2 separate regions of the Mus musculus genome follow, and region 1 is linked to region 2. Evidence: chromatin contacts called from public Hi-C data. All regions are on one chromosome and are shown on one strand. The core of a region is the stretch at or near the end of the contact, and the rest is flanking DNA. Distances in the headings are between cores, read along the strand shown.

Region 1 (6,692 bases), core at 830-3,329, 200 kb before region 2:
CCAGGACAGCCAGGGCTACACAGAGAAACCCTGTGTCGAAAAACAAAACAAAACAAAACAAAACAAAACAAAACAAAACAAAACAAAACAAAAAAGAAGCTGAAGAGACGAAGAGCTTGTTTTTGAGCCGGGTGGTGGTGCAGGCGGATTTCTGAGTTTGAGGCCAGCCAGGGCTACACAGACAAAACAAAAAACCAAAATAACAACAAAAAAGAGCTTAGTTTCTTAGACCAGACCCTGAATTATAACCTCAATTTCTCTCTCTCTCTCTCTCTCTCTCTCTCTCTCTCTCTCTCTCTCTCTCTCTCTCTCTCAATGTATCATGCACAGTGTTCTGTCTGTATGTGTGCCTGCATGCCAGAAGAGGGCACTACCAGATCTCATTATAGATGGTTATGAACCACCATGTGGCTGCTGGGAATTGAACTCAGGTCAGGACCTCTGGAAGAGCAGTCAGTGCTCATAACCTCTGAGTCATCTCTCCAGCCCCCCCAAACAGCTTTTAATAAGAGCACTTCCCTTCCCCCTTCTGCGGAAAGCATCATGACATTAGTTCTCCATTCTTGATATGTTATTTCATAGTCTTTTGTTTGTTTTGTTTTTTACTGTCCTAGAACTCACTCTGTAGACCAGGCTGGCATCAAACTCAGAAATCTGCCTCCCAAGTGCTGGGATTAAAGGTATGTGCCACCATGCCTGGCTTTATTTCATAGTCTTATTTGGACTATTCATTACGTTTCTTACCCTGACATACAGAAAACATTTTAATTCCATCATCTCTGTGTGTATGCAGTACCTTGTGTGTGGGAGGGGCTACCAGTGGGAGTTGGTGTGATCCACCCACGTGGGTCCCAGGGATTGAACTCAGTTCTTTAGGCTTGCCAGCAAGCGCCTTTACACACTGAGACATCTCACCGACCCATTTTATGAGTATGTCTGTTCATATAACAAACCAGTAAACTGTTGAAAGGAAAAGAGAGAGAGAGATGACAGACAGACAGACTGACAGACAGGAGGAAAAGAATAGGTGGGAGAGAGGCAGAGAGAAAAAGATTTGACTACATCAAAACCTTTCACCAGATGGGCGCTTTCATCCCTAGTTCCCTGCTGTTCTTCTTTTGACCAACAGGTGGCAGGCTAAACCCACAACAGGCGACCATGACTTTCTTTAACTGCAATGAGAAGAAAATTGCTTCTTTTCCCACACGTATTTCTTTCCCCAGATAAACAGTGCGGTGAGCATCTGCCCGCTTATCAAGGAAGTGAGCCCCAGAAGAAGGTCGCTTTTCAGGTGAGGGACACACGGGTCACCAACCTGACTCTGAGCTTCAGGTTACAACACTGCAGACAAGTTCCTTAGAAAGCAGCCAAGGTTGCTCCAAAAGTTGTTTTAAAATTCACATAATCTACATTTCCCCAGTTAATAATAATAAAAAGTGTATAACCAGAAGTCACAGAGGCCCTTCTGTCATAACTGGTAGGGTTTTAGAGGTAATGGTACTTCCTTTTCATGAAGGAGAAGTTTTCAGAGCCAGCCCCCTCCCAGAATCCTTCCACCCACCCCTCTATACACTGCTCTCCCCCAGGAATTGCTTCCCAGCCCTTCACAAAATTGCCAGGGTAATTGACTCTTCGCGGGCTGAGTCTGACTTCCCACCCTGATTTGGTAACAGACTTTGTTTTGGTGAGATGAGGCTCTTTGTTTGCCAATGCACAATAAAAATGGCTTTTGAGTGACTTCAGAGGACGCTTTCTGGTGCCAATAGCAGATTCCAAAGCAGCCTTTATCCCCGACGTGGGGGATCGGGTCCCTCGAGACTGTTTAAGGATCGGTTTTCAAAGTGCTCAGAACCTGAAATGTCTTGTATGGTATATTTGCAGGTGCATAATTGGCCCAGTGCTCCAGGGTTATAAAGGCTGCCTTCCTGTGGTAGCAGTAGACAGACTGAGCCTCTTGCTAAAATTGAGGGCTGCAATTTCGATAACAAATCTGATTCTAACTCTCCCGTGTCACTTCAGCCCAAAGGTGCCTTTGTCTCCCAAGAGAAAGAGGGCTGGAAGTGACTGAATGGCCCTTCAGCAGAGCCAGGAGCAAAACATTGCCGAGGGACACTTTTGTCCGGAGAGTGGAGGTTTAGGGCTGGTATGTGTGAAGTGAGTTCTCTTTGTTCACTGCCAACCTGCCTGAATGCGTGTGAGGCGGCGGAGGTGACAGCAAAATGCTTTAAAAGTGGCCTGCAGTGGGAAACTCGGAGCGCACAATGGCGTTATTTTTGTTAGACATAATTCTCCCACCTCGCCTTTTTATTGCAGGAACCAAAATAAGTCCGGATAAAGCTTTAAAAGGCTGCCTTGATGTTGGAAGGAAAATGGATATTGTCTCTCCCCACAGTGTCTGAATGGTGCACATAATCCTAGCTATATCCAGATAAGAAGACGCCCCGCCCTGGGTGGAAGAGCACCAGGCGTCTCCAGGGAGGGGCCGGAGGGTGCTAGCCCATCTTACTGAAACTTCTAAAATCTGAAGAGAAGGCTCCCTGCTCTTCACACTTCTATTTGCAGTTAATGTTTATGTGTGGTAGAAATGTTCGATCCCCTTTACTCCTCAAAGCCCCCCCCCCCCACCTCCGGCATTTGATCACTTGATGACACCCATGAAGACTCCAGCTTTCGGCTTTCATCATCGAAAACCCGCGGGCTGTAGACTGAGGAGAGGAAAGGGGCGGTGCTCTCCCCCTAAATTGCTCAATTTAGTCAATTTAGGAGATCAGGGAGCCAGGGAGCTCCTTCTGCGATTAAGTGTGTTTTTTCTTTTGTTTGTTTGTGTTTTTCAAGACGAGGTTTCTCTGCATAGCCCAAGCTCAGAGATCCGCTTGCCTCTGCTTCCCAAGTGCTGGGATAAACTTGGCGAGCCATCAGAGTGACTCCAGTCGGGGAGGTTTTAGTGAACTGTGTCTCAGGTAAACCGGATGTGGGAGGATGTGGGCGCCACATTCAAATCTGAGGGGTGCCTCTCAAAGGAAAGATCTAATCGGCCAGCCTTCCCTGCAGCAGCTACCAGGGTGGAACGTTTGCCTGTTTGTGTTCCAGGCAGGGGATGCTGCTAATTATGGGAGCAATTCCCATGGATACAGAGAAGAAGGAGCCAAGCCCTGATCAGGAGCGGATGATCAGGAGGGGACTAAGGAGAGTGGTTGGCTCAGTGATTACGAAGAACACTTGTTGATCTTGCAAAAGTCAGGAGTTCAATTCCTAGCACCCACAAGGTGCCTCACAACTGTCCCAGGAACTCTCACACCCTATTCTGACCTCCATGGGTATCGGCGAGCACCTGGTAACCATACTTAACATGCAAATAAAACACTCAGACATAGCAGAGCGTGGTAGCACCCGCCTTTAATGCCAGCACTTGGGAGGCAGAGGCTCATTGGTGAGTTTAAGGCCAACCTGATCTACATACTGGGTTCTGGGCCAGCCAGAACTACATATGAGATGCTTTCTTGAAGAATAAAAACAAGAGCTGGAGAGATAGCTCCATAGTTAAGAGCACCGACTGCTCTTCCAGAGGTACTGAGTTCAATTCCCAGCAACCACACGGTGGCTCACAACCATCTGTAATGGGATCTGATGCCCCTCTGAAGAGAGCAAAGGTGGTATACTCACCTACATTAAATAAATAAATAAATCTTAAAAAAAAAAAGTAGGACAAAACCCCCAACAAAATCATTTGCATGCTTTTAAATCCAGCACTCAGGAGGCAGAAGCAAGATTAGTTTAGCCATTTGGGGCCAGCAAGATGACACAAATGGCTTGCCACCAAGCCTATTGACCTAAGTTTGATCCCCAGGACCCACACAGTAAAGGAAAAAAAAACAAAGTCTGCAAGTTGTCCTCTGACCGTCCCATGTAAGTGTATCATGTTATCATATGCACATGCAAGAAATAAATAACCTGGTAATTTAAAAAAAGATTTATTTATTATTATATGTAAGTACACTGTAGCTGTCTTCAGATGCACCAGAAAAGGACATCAGATCTCATTATGGGTGGTTGTGAGCCACCATGTGGTTGCTGGGATTTGAACTCAGGACCTTCAGAAGAACAGTCGGTGCTCTTAACCACTGAGCCATCTCTTTAGCCCCCGATAACCTTTTAAACATTTTTTTTTTCTGTTTTGTGCAATCTAAGTTTATTTCACTGATGGAAACATTTCTCTTTGCGCAATTTTTTATGCATAATACATCATCAAGCTTAATGTCTATGTACAGTGCCAAAACATATTTGTTCTGGTGTGTGTGTGTGTATGTGTTTGTGGGATGTGTGTGTGTGTGTGTGTGTGTGTGTGTGTGTGTGTTTGTGTGTGTGGTGTTCATTTGTCAAGGTTGAAACTTACCTTTAAGGCCAGGCATGGTGGTGCATGTCTTTAATGCCATCACTTGGGAGGCAGAAGCCAAAGGATCATTGTGAATTTGAGACCAGCCTGGTCTACAAAGCAAGTTCCAGGGCACCCAGAGCTTTAGTTCAAGGCCAGGTCTGGACAGATGGCTCAGTGGTTAAGAGCACTGGCTGCTCTTCTAGAAGACCGGAGTTCAATTCCCAGCACCCACAAGGCAGCTTACAACCATCTGTAGCTGCAGTTCCAGGGCATCAGTGTGGGCACTGCACGCACACACCACAGAGACACACATGCAGCAAAACACCATTCAAATAAAATAATGGGTTTTTTAAAAATTGCTTAAAAACTAAAAGGAAAGCGAAAAGTTCAAGGCTAGCCTGGGCTCCACCGGAAGACCCTATCTTAGAAACTGAAGCAGGAAAGAAGAGCAGAGAGTTAACTTTTAGAAAGAATCAAATTTGAGAAATGGAAGCAGTTCCATCTCTCTCTTGTTTGAATCCGGGGATTGATAAATGTCCCTGCTTATCGAGCCCTGCACTGTTTTTTGTTGTTTTTTTTTTTCTCAGAGTCTCAGAATTCTTTGTATGGGAGCCCAGGGCTAGAAGGGGATCCTGTTTCGGCAGTGACTGAGGCTTCCAACTTTCAGGACCTCTGCCTAGGAACCTGTGCCAGCTGCCTGCCTTTCGGTTTTAAGTTTAACTTCACAAGCAGCCTTTCCAACAGTACTGTGGCTTTCTCTCCCTTTTATATGACAGATGTGGTTTCACAGGGCATCTAGGGGTTGCTTGGATTTGAAGTGAATACTTATGGGAGGGGGCAGGGGAGGAGGTAGTTATTCTAATTTGGAAACTGAAACAGCAACTCTGATAGAAGAAATAAAGTGTTTGGAGTCAAAAGACTGGAGTTTTAACACTTGACTCCACCACACTTTACCAGGGCACATTTAAGACAAGACACTTATCTCCCTGAGAGTTAGCACAGACCCCAGCCCCCATCCTCCCTGTGAACTCTGAGCATCATGGCAGTCAGTAGTCTGTATTTCATAGTGAGGTCAAACAGGAGGAAAAATTTGAAATTTTTATATTTTTTTAACAACGCAATGCTAGGAGGCAGGTGGGTCTTCAAGTTTAAAGTTAGCCTGGTTTATGGAGTGAGTTCCAGGACAGCCAGGGCTACACAGAGATGAAACAAAACAAACAAACAAACAAACAAACTCCAAAACAACAACAAGCAAACCAAACCCCCAAAAGTGGGGAGACAGAAGAAAAAAAGAGACCAAAATAAAATAAAATTAAAATTAAAACAAAAGCCAGGCAGTGGTGGCACACGCCTTTAATCCCAGCACTTGGAAGGCAGAGGCAGGAGGATTTCTGAGTTCGAGGCCAGACTGGTCTACAAAGTGAGTTCCAGGACAGCAAGGGCTACACAGAGAAAACCTGTCTCGAAAAACCAAAAAGAGAAAAAAGAAAAGAAAGGAAAGGAAAGAGGAAAAAAAGAGAAATAACCTGGGGCAGGGTTAAGATAGCTCATTCGCCAGGCCTAGAGACTTGTTTTGTTTTTCAAAATCCAAAGAAGAGACTCTTTTTTCAATTAAAATTTTTTTTTTTTTTTTTTTTTTTTTGGTTTTTCGAGACAGGGTTTCTCTGTGTAACCCTGGCTGTTCTGGAACTCACTCTGTAGATCAGGCTGGTCTCGAACTCAGAAATCCACCTGCCTCTGCCTCCCAAGTGCTGGGACTAAAGGCGTGCACCATCACCGCCCAGCCAAAGAAGAGACTTTAATTCCCTCAAGTTGGCCTTGACTTTCATATGGGTTCATATGGGTGGCACATGACCCAGACAAGGCCTAGCACGCTTGGAGCCCTGGATTCTCCCTGGAGCACAGAAGCCTGATAAGCCAGCATGACATTAGTCTCAGTGTTCTCTGCGAGGTCAAGGCTAGCCTGGTCTACCCAGGGAGTTCCTGGACAGCCAGGGAAACAGAGAGAGACCCTGAATCAAAAAGCCCAGGCAGGTTAGAGCACACCTGCAGTCCTTACACTCGAGGGATGAATTCAAGACCACCAGGAGGTGGGGAGATTCGGATTTGCAGGCCAATCTGTCAGGAGACCCGATGTCAAACAACAAACAAGAAAGAAGCCCAAATAGCAAACATCTATTTCTGTGTCTTTAATTCATTTGAATTAGCATAAGTCAGAATCTCTTGCCAGAAAATGCCAATGAACATTTTGATATTTGGTTTTGTGTGTGGACTTATGTGTGAGTGCATGTATGTGAATGCATGGGTTGCATGGGTG
Region 2 (7,376 bases), core at 2,416-4,915:
GTTTTTTTTTTGTTTGTTTGTTTGTTTTCGAGACAGGGTTTCTCTGTGTAGCCCTGGCTGTCCTGGAACTCATTTTGTAGACCAGGCTGGCCTCGAACTCAGAAAAAGATTTATTTATTTTATGTATATGAGTAGACTGTAGCTGAACAGATGACTGTGAGCCTTCATATGGTTGTTGAGAATTGAATTTTTAGGACCTCTGCCTGCTCCAGTCAACTCTGATCACTCAGTTCCCGCTCACTCTGACCCAAAGACTTATTGTTATACATAAGTACACTGTAGCTGTCATCAAATCCCTTTACGGGTGGTTGTGAGCCACCATGTGATTGCTGGGATTTGAACTCAGGACCTTCAGAAGAGCAGTCGGTGCTCTTACCTGCTGAGCCATCTTACCAGTCCCGGAACACAGTTTTTTGTGTGATCTCAGAAAACACTTCCCAGAAGATTTCACCTCAGTGATGCTGGTCTCTTCTTAGTCACCACTAACTTCTTAGCTCCAGGTAACCAACATCAATTGTCCCAATAGTTTCCTTCTCCTTTTGATTATAAAGTATAATGCCAGAGACACATGGCTGAAGCTGCCCAGTTCTGCTGCTTGCTGGAGCTGGAACATGACCCCCTTGTTTTGTTGTATTATCACCAGTTTTCTGTTTTCCAACTCCTTCACTGCCTAAGGTTGGCTGTCCTGGAACTTGTTCTGTAGGTTGATCTTAAACTCAGTGATCTACATGGCTCTGTCTCCTGAATGCTGGGATTAAAGATGTGTAGCACCATGCCTGGGCCTAAGCTTCTCATGGCTAATGTTTCTTAAGATCTGGATCAAAAGCCTGTGCCTTCCAGCCTCAAGATCTGGATCACAGGTGTGGCCTCCATTTCTGGATTGCAGTTCATTTCAGAGGTTGTCAAGTTGACAACTGGGAATAGCTGTCACAATTCACCACCCCTTGTCTACTTGACACAAATCATATCTCATATCCAAATGAGAAAATAACCAGGTAATAATGCCTACATATAACTATCCCTTGTTCGACTGCAAAAGCATAAACAGTGGGGGCTGGAGAGATGGCTCAGCGGTTAAGAGCACTGACTACTCTTTCCAAGGTCCTGAGTTCAAATCCCAGCAACAACATGGTGGCTCACAACCATCTGTGATGAGATCTGATGCCCTCTCCTAGTGTGTCTGAAGACAGCTACAGTGTACTTACATATAACAATAAATAGTAAATAAATCTTTTTTTTAAAAAAGCATAAACAGTAAGTTTAGCTGGGTGGGGTCTTGTTCCCGCATCACCACTTCCTTGATCTGTTTATCTCCTTGAACTCAGGATTCAGCCTGACTTCACTTCCTCGAACCATAGGTTTTGTATTTTTCCTTTTTAAGCTTGCTCCTTTTCATCAAAACACTTATCATAAAGAGTGAACATGGGCTGGTGAGATGGCTCAGTGGGTAAGAGCACTGACTGTTCTTCTGAAGGTCCTCAGTTCAAATCCCAGCAACCACAGGGTGGCTCCCAACCATCCATAATGAGATCTGACGCCCTCTTCTGGTGTGTCTGAGGACAGTTACAGTATACTTATTTATAATAAATAAATAAATCTTTAAAAAAAAGACCTCTCTGCCACCATATTTATTTAAAAAAAAAAAGTGAACGTGGGGGCTGGAGAGATGGCTCAGAGGTTAAGAGCACTGACTGCTCTTCCAAAGGTCCTGAGTTCAAATCCCAGCAACCACATGGTGGCTCACAAACATCTGTAATGGGATCTGATGCCCTCTTCTGGTGTGTCTGAAGACAGCTACAGTGTCCTCATGAGTGAACTTAGTAACCACACAACAGAATTTATATCAGGCTGTTTTGAGATTTCCTTTGCTAATGCAATTAATCTAAATGTCTTCTTCACTTTAGCCTCAGGCGGATTCTTCAGACAAGGGAAAAAAGCAGCCACATTCTTCACCAAAATACCACAAAAACAGTCTCTAGGCCACGCATTAGCAGTCTTCTCCTCTGAAACCTCCTGAGCCAGGCTTCCAGAGTTCAAATACCATCAGCAACAAAGTCTCCCGTATCCCTACGAGGGTGGCCCATTAAACCCCACAGAAAGCACTCCACTGCTTTCCAAAGTCCTAAGATCCACATGTCTCCAAACAAAAGCATGGTCAGGCCTATCACAGCAATACCCCACTTCTAGTACCAACTTCTGTCTTAGGGTTTCCATTACTGTGAAGAAACACCATGACCAAGGTAATTCTTATAGAGGAAAACATTTAATTGTGCTCTCATTACCTGGGCCAAGCATATTCAAACCATCACAGTGGTTAAGAGTACTTGCCGAACAATCATGGGTGCCCCAGTTCAGACCCCAGCATCTACCTAACCATTTAGGTATCTTACAGTGAACTTCGGCTCTGAAGGATCTGAGACCTTCTTCAGGCCTCCATGCATACGTAGGCCTGCCCTCTCGGTCTCCCCACGTGCACGTTCAGTCACACAAACACAAATGATCTGTCTTAGGGCAGGTGGAGCAGCTCAGTGCTAGAGACAGGGGTTGCCCAGCTGGTGAGGTCCTGGGTGGGATACTCAAGTATCCCAAAAGCAAAACAATCCCTGTTCTTTTGTTTTGTTTTTCGAGACAGGGTTTCTCTGTGTAGCCCTGGCTGTTCTGGAACTCACTCTGTAGACCTGGCTGGCCTCGAACTTAGAAATTCGCCTGCCTCTGCCTCCCAAGTGCTGGGAGTAAAGGCGTGGGCCACCATAGCCAGCTAGCAATCCCTGTTTTCACAAATGGATGCTAAACTCTCCTTGTCAGGTTCAGGAAGTGCACAAGTCCTTCAGAGAAACCTCGCTGGTGAGCCACTGCAATGAGCTCTAGTAACTTTGGGTGGAGTTTCAGCAAAACTCCCAGGCCTCCAGTCACATCACGAGAAATAAGTTCCACCATCAACTTGAATGGTTTGCAAGGAGGCTGGACCCCATTTGCTCCAGATAAGACTGCCTGATTTAGCCCTATGAGCTTTGGGGGTGATGCATGTAAAAGAATTTGCTAAAATATTTCTGGACTTCCGACCTGAGTCCTAGAAAATATAGTGTGCGCGTGTGTGTGTGTGTTTTCAGCTGAAACAGGGACTCACTTGTAGCCCAGCTCGTTGCAAATTCACCTTGGACCTTGGCCTGAAGGTCCTTGAACCCTACTTGTCTCAGTCACCAGGAGTTAGCCCACCCCAGTTCCTGGTTGGTTAGGTCTGTTGTGAAAACACCCACCTGAAAAAAGTTTGGGGCCCTTAGGCATGATCTCCATTTGGGGATTATCTAGAACCCAGGGTTGAACCTAGGACAGCAGGGAGGGAAAGACTAAAGGATATTTCACTCACACCCCTTTAGACACTCGGAACTTTCAAAGCACCCTTACCAGCTTGCCCTCAGAGGTGGGCGAGCCTGGAGTGCCTGAGCTGTCCCCTGAATCTCTGACTCCTAAGGCAGGGTCTGAGAGCACCGGCAGCTGAGGGAGCCCTGGAGGCCGCATCTGCAGAGCCCGGGCTGGGCGCAGGAGGCGCTGCGGAGCGAGCCGGGGGCGGGGCGGCAGCGGAGAGGCCAACCCGAGCGAGCCTGCCTGCCCGCCCGCCAGCGCCGCGCGCGCCGCCGCCACCTCCGCTGCTCGGCCCGGTCCCGGAGCGGCCGGGCGCGGAGCCGAGGCCCGCGGCCGGCCGCATGAAGGACTGCGAGTACCAGCAGATAAGCCCCGGGGCCGCCCCGCCGCCCGCCTCCCCCGGGGCGCGTCGCCCCGGCCCCGCCGCGCCCCCTGCTCCAAGCCCCGGGCCCGCGCCTGGCGCGCCGCGCTGGAGCGGCAGCGGCAGCGGCAGCGGGAGCCTGGGCCGCCGGCCCCGGCGTAAGTGGGAGGTGTTCCCGGGCCGCAACCGCTTCTACTGCGGAGGCCGGCTCATGCTGGCCGGCCACGGCGGCGTCTTCGCGCTCACGCTGCTGCTCATCCTCAGCACCACCATCCTCTTCTTCGTCTTCGAGTGAGTTCGCCCACCCCCACCCCGGCACTGCGTCCCCGGCCGCCGCTCCTTCCCCGCCCGCATCCGTGAGCCCTCGGGCCTCCGCCCGCCGCCCCGGAACCCCGGAACCCCTTCTCGCCACCCGGACCTTGGGTGCCCCGCCCGGGTCACCAGCTTTTGCCGGGTCCCTCAGGTCCACCTGCGGTCACTCACTGGCTGGTTCTTGCCTATCCCAGGCTCTTTCTGACCCTTCTAGGCGTCTTTCATTCCTGTCCTCAGACAAGTAAGTTTTTGTGTCCTTTGGCTGTGGACACCCTACCATGAATTTTTCTAGGCGTCCTCTCAAGTCCCTCCAAGGTTCTACAGGGTCCTGGCTCCCACACCCGCTTTCCCTCAGTCATGGTCACCCTAGGCCCGGAGGCAGTCCTCCCTAAAGCATCTCTGGGCCTCTCAGACAGGCCCTTCTCTCTCCAGCACTTTCCTTAGTTTCTCCAAAGCTTCTTCCCGACGCTCTCTTAGCTCCCTAGTCCTCTAGGTGTCTCCCACCCTGCCCTGTCTCTTTCCCCTCCGGACACTCTGCATCCCTCGGTGGCGGTCCACCACCGGGACAGCGGGCGGCATCAAGATCCTTTTCAGGAAAGAGACCTGAGTGCTTTCACACGGCCTGTCTTATTTGCCCCTATGGGCTTCTGACCTTTTCCCAGTGACCTAGGGTTGGCCTACACTGTAGCTCCGTTTTAGGACTGAAGGATGGAGGAGTGGCTGCTTATAGTTTTCTCGGGCCACTCATGCATCCAAAGTTTCCACCCACCCTCAGCCTCTAGCTGGAGTCACTTGCCCTGTGACTCCTTGAGGGCACATACACCCCCACTTGAACGCACCCGGGGTGAGTCCCACCTTTCCCTCCTACTTCTTCCTATTGGTTTCTTTTATTATTCATTATGGTTAAGAACTCCATCTCTGGCTCCAGTCCCAGCTCCACCTCCCACTAATTGTGTGGCCTGCAGGCAGTCATTTTACGTTTCCAAACCTCAGTGCCCTCACCTGTAGAATGGGGACTTTAATAGTACCCACCCCCGACAGGGTTCTATTGAGATTGGTCATGCTTGCAAGCCTTTAGCTTTTTTTTTTCCAGATATATTCATTATTTATTTATTTATTCTTTTTCGTCCAAGCTTCTAGCACTTGATGTTGGCAGCTATTACTTCCCCGGGGTTGGGGGAGGGGGGCACGCATGTCATGATGAGGCTGTCTGAAAGACCAGTTCTCAGATCACTTTCCAGGACCTGGATTATGTCTCTGTAACTACAAGGTGAAGACATCCTTCCTTTCCATCCTCCCCCAAAATGCTCTGCCCTTCCACTGGATCAGGACAGGAAAAAGAAAAAAAAAAGTTCAGGGTGGTTTACACAGAGGAGCACTGGGATCCCAGCCTGAACCTCGGGCCAAGTTTCGTTTTCACCTCGCTATGACTATGGCTTCTTGGGTGCTGTGGAAATGTTTTTTCCAGAGCCCTGAGGCCATTCTCTGTGGTGCTCACACCCAGGGTTATGGCCCAGGCAGGAGGAAGGCGTGCTGGCTGCTCTATACTGCTTTTGGACTTGGGTATCTTCCTAGTGGTACTGCGCTGCCCGGAGCCAGGAAGGAAGGATTCCTGCGCTTAGCGAGAACAGGCCAATCACCTTGACTTTTCTCTCCTCTTGTTACTTGGGTGGCAGCTTTGGGGACAGGGTTTGGTGACATCCTATAGTCCTGCTGGGTGTTTTGGGGTTGCTCGGTGGACACACCTTTAGTGAGGACAGGGTTGGCAAGAAGTGCTCACTCCTCATTGCTCTGGGAAGGTACTTGGCTCTTGGGGGAGGACCTTTCCTACTGCGAATCGTTTTGCTTCCCTGTTGGCTGGGAAGTTGCATCACACCCTACCAGGCGTCCCAGCTTCTACCACACTTCCCATTCCACACAGCAGACATAACCCCTGGACATCAGACTTCTGGCTCCCGGTTCTCCCTCTCAGTTAGAGCCCCGGCTCTGATGTTGGCTTCCTGTGGCCTCGGCACCCTCTCGTCCTCCTGCCCAGTCGTCTTCTGCCCAGTTGTCCTCTCAAGTGCACTGGCCTGCTGGCTTGCTCCTGCCTCAGGGCCTCTGGAGCACCCTCATGGTCCACTTATTTTGATCTCTCCCTGCCTGCCTGTACTATACGTATACACTTGATTGGCCATTTCGTGCCTGTGTTTTCTTCAAGAACATAGGAAATCTGCACAGTGCTGTGCATTTAGTGCCTAGAGCCAGTTTAAGGGATACCTATGGTCAGTGCTCAACACTGCAAGTGCACGGATCACTCGCTGGGAGTGTGGAGATGCCAGCTTGTAATTGGCACCCTGACTGGGTGACCTTGAATCTAGCAGAGGAAATCAGAGCCTAGATCTTGCTGTTGGTGTTGCCCGAGGGCTCTACAAGTCCCAGGCTTTATTCCCCAGGCGCCTGCTTGTGTGAGAACTAGGTGAGCTGTCCAGCATAACACTAGGACCTGGCTGGTTCTGTTGGGGGGTTGGCCATGAAGAAATGTGTTGGGCAGAGGGTAGCCCACTAGGAGCCCTTGGCTTTGGCAGGCTCTGGTCCTGAGGAAAGGCCTCCGCAGGCTTCAGAAGCAGTGTGCAGATGGCCTGGTTTCACTCCCTGCCTCTGTGGACCCCTGGAAGGATGGCTGGCTCCTAGCCTCCTGATAGATGCATCTCCCAAGCTGCAGCCCCCACTCTGTCGAATCCCCTCCAGCTTTAGTGGGAAGGCAGGGGCTGGCTGCAGTTGGTGCCGTGAACATCACAGTGAACGCTCCTGACCTGCATTGCCCACATTGTTTAAACTTCTGGAATGTCTTCATCTGTGAAGTTTTTTTTGGAGCATAAATAAGGTCAGAGGGGGGGGGGCTGGTGAGATAGCTTAGTGGGTAAGAGCACCCGACTGCTCTTCCGAAGGTCCAGAGTTCAAATCCCAGCAACCACATGGTGGCTCACAACCATCCGTAACAAGATCTGACTCCCTCTTCTGGAGTGTCTGAAGACAGCTACAGTGTACTTACATATAATAAATAAATAAATAAATAAAAATTAAAAAAAAATAAGGTCAGAGGGTCACCGTGAAGATTCGAGAAATGCATGTAAAGTGCACAGCAGCGTATCTGGCACATAGTAGCTATCTGTATGTCAGGCATTTCGTTAATTAATTTTGAGACAGGATCTCACTCTGTAGTTCTAGCTGGCCTCAAACTCACAAAGATCCACCTGCCTGTGTTTCTGAGTGCTGGGATTAAAGGTGTGGGTCAGTGTGCCCGGCAGAATGAATGCTTTTAAGGTAGCGTTATTGTTTGTAGCCCAGACTGACCTCA

Evidence for each region. A called contact is a pair of places that touch in the nucleus more often than the background predicts.
Region 1: a Hi-C map of bone marrow-derived macrophages shows a contact between it and region 2, with 47 read pairs. The contact joins the enhancer-like site here to the promoter of Zdhhc18 in region 2. A contact is called at or near these places in 10 of 39 promoter capture datasets (the C10 cell line, the HPC-7 cell line, cranial neural crest and 7 more), 5 of 15 datasets of contacts at CTCF or cohesin (CD8 T cells, the NIH/3T3 cell line, embryonic stem cells and 1 more), 16 of 484 Hi-C or Micro-C datasets (8-cell embryo, bone marrow-derived macrophages, embryonic fibroblasts and 5 more), 41 of 115 datasets of contacts at active chromatin or transcription factors (the 230-238 cell line, CD8 T cells, the HPC-7 cell line and 26 more) and 4 of 9 other capture datasets (adipose tissue, liver, macrophages and 1 more).

Annotation. Positions count from the first base shown.
Region 1 is chr4:133,824,353-133,831,044 of GRCm38.p6, reverse strand. No RefSeq gene overlaps it. Among named protein-coding and RNA genes, the nearest start is that of Gm12974, 11 kb to the right of the region's middle. Within about 2 kb of position 2,079, at least 55 of the 459 cell types and tissues checked have an H3K27ac peak or open chromatin away from gene starts, as enhancers often do. A contact at or near this core is called in CD8 T cells, T-cell acute lymphoblastic leukemia, Th2 cells and 5 more, where this site is marked.
Region 2 is chr4:133,629,718-133,637,093 of GRCm38.p6, reverse strand. It overlaps Zdhhc18 (zinc finger, DHHC domain containing 18), which reads left to right and starts at 3,665. Exons shown (of 8, transcript NM_001017968.2): 1 at 3,665-4,015. The coding sequence starts at 3,705.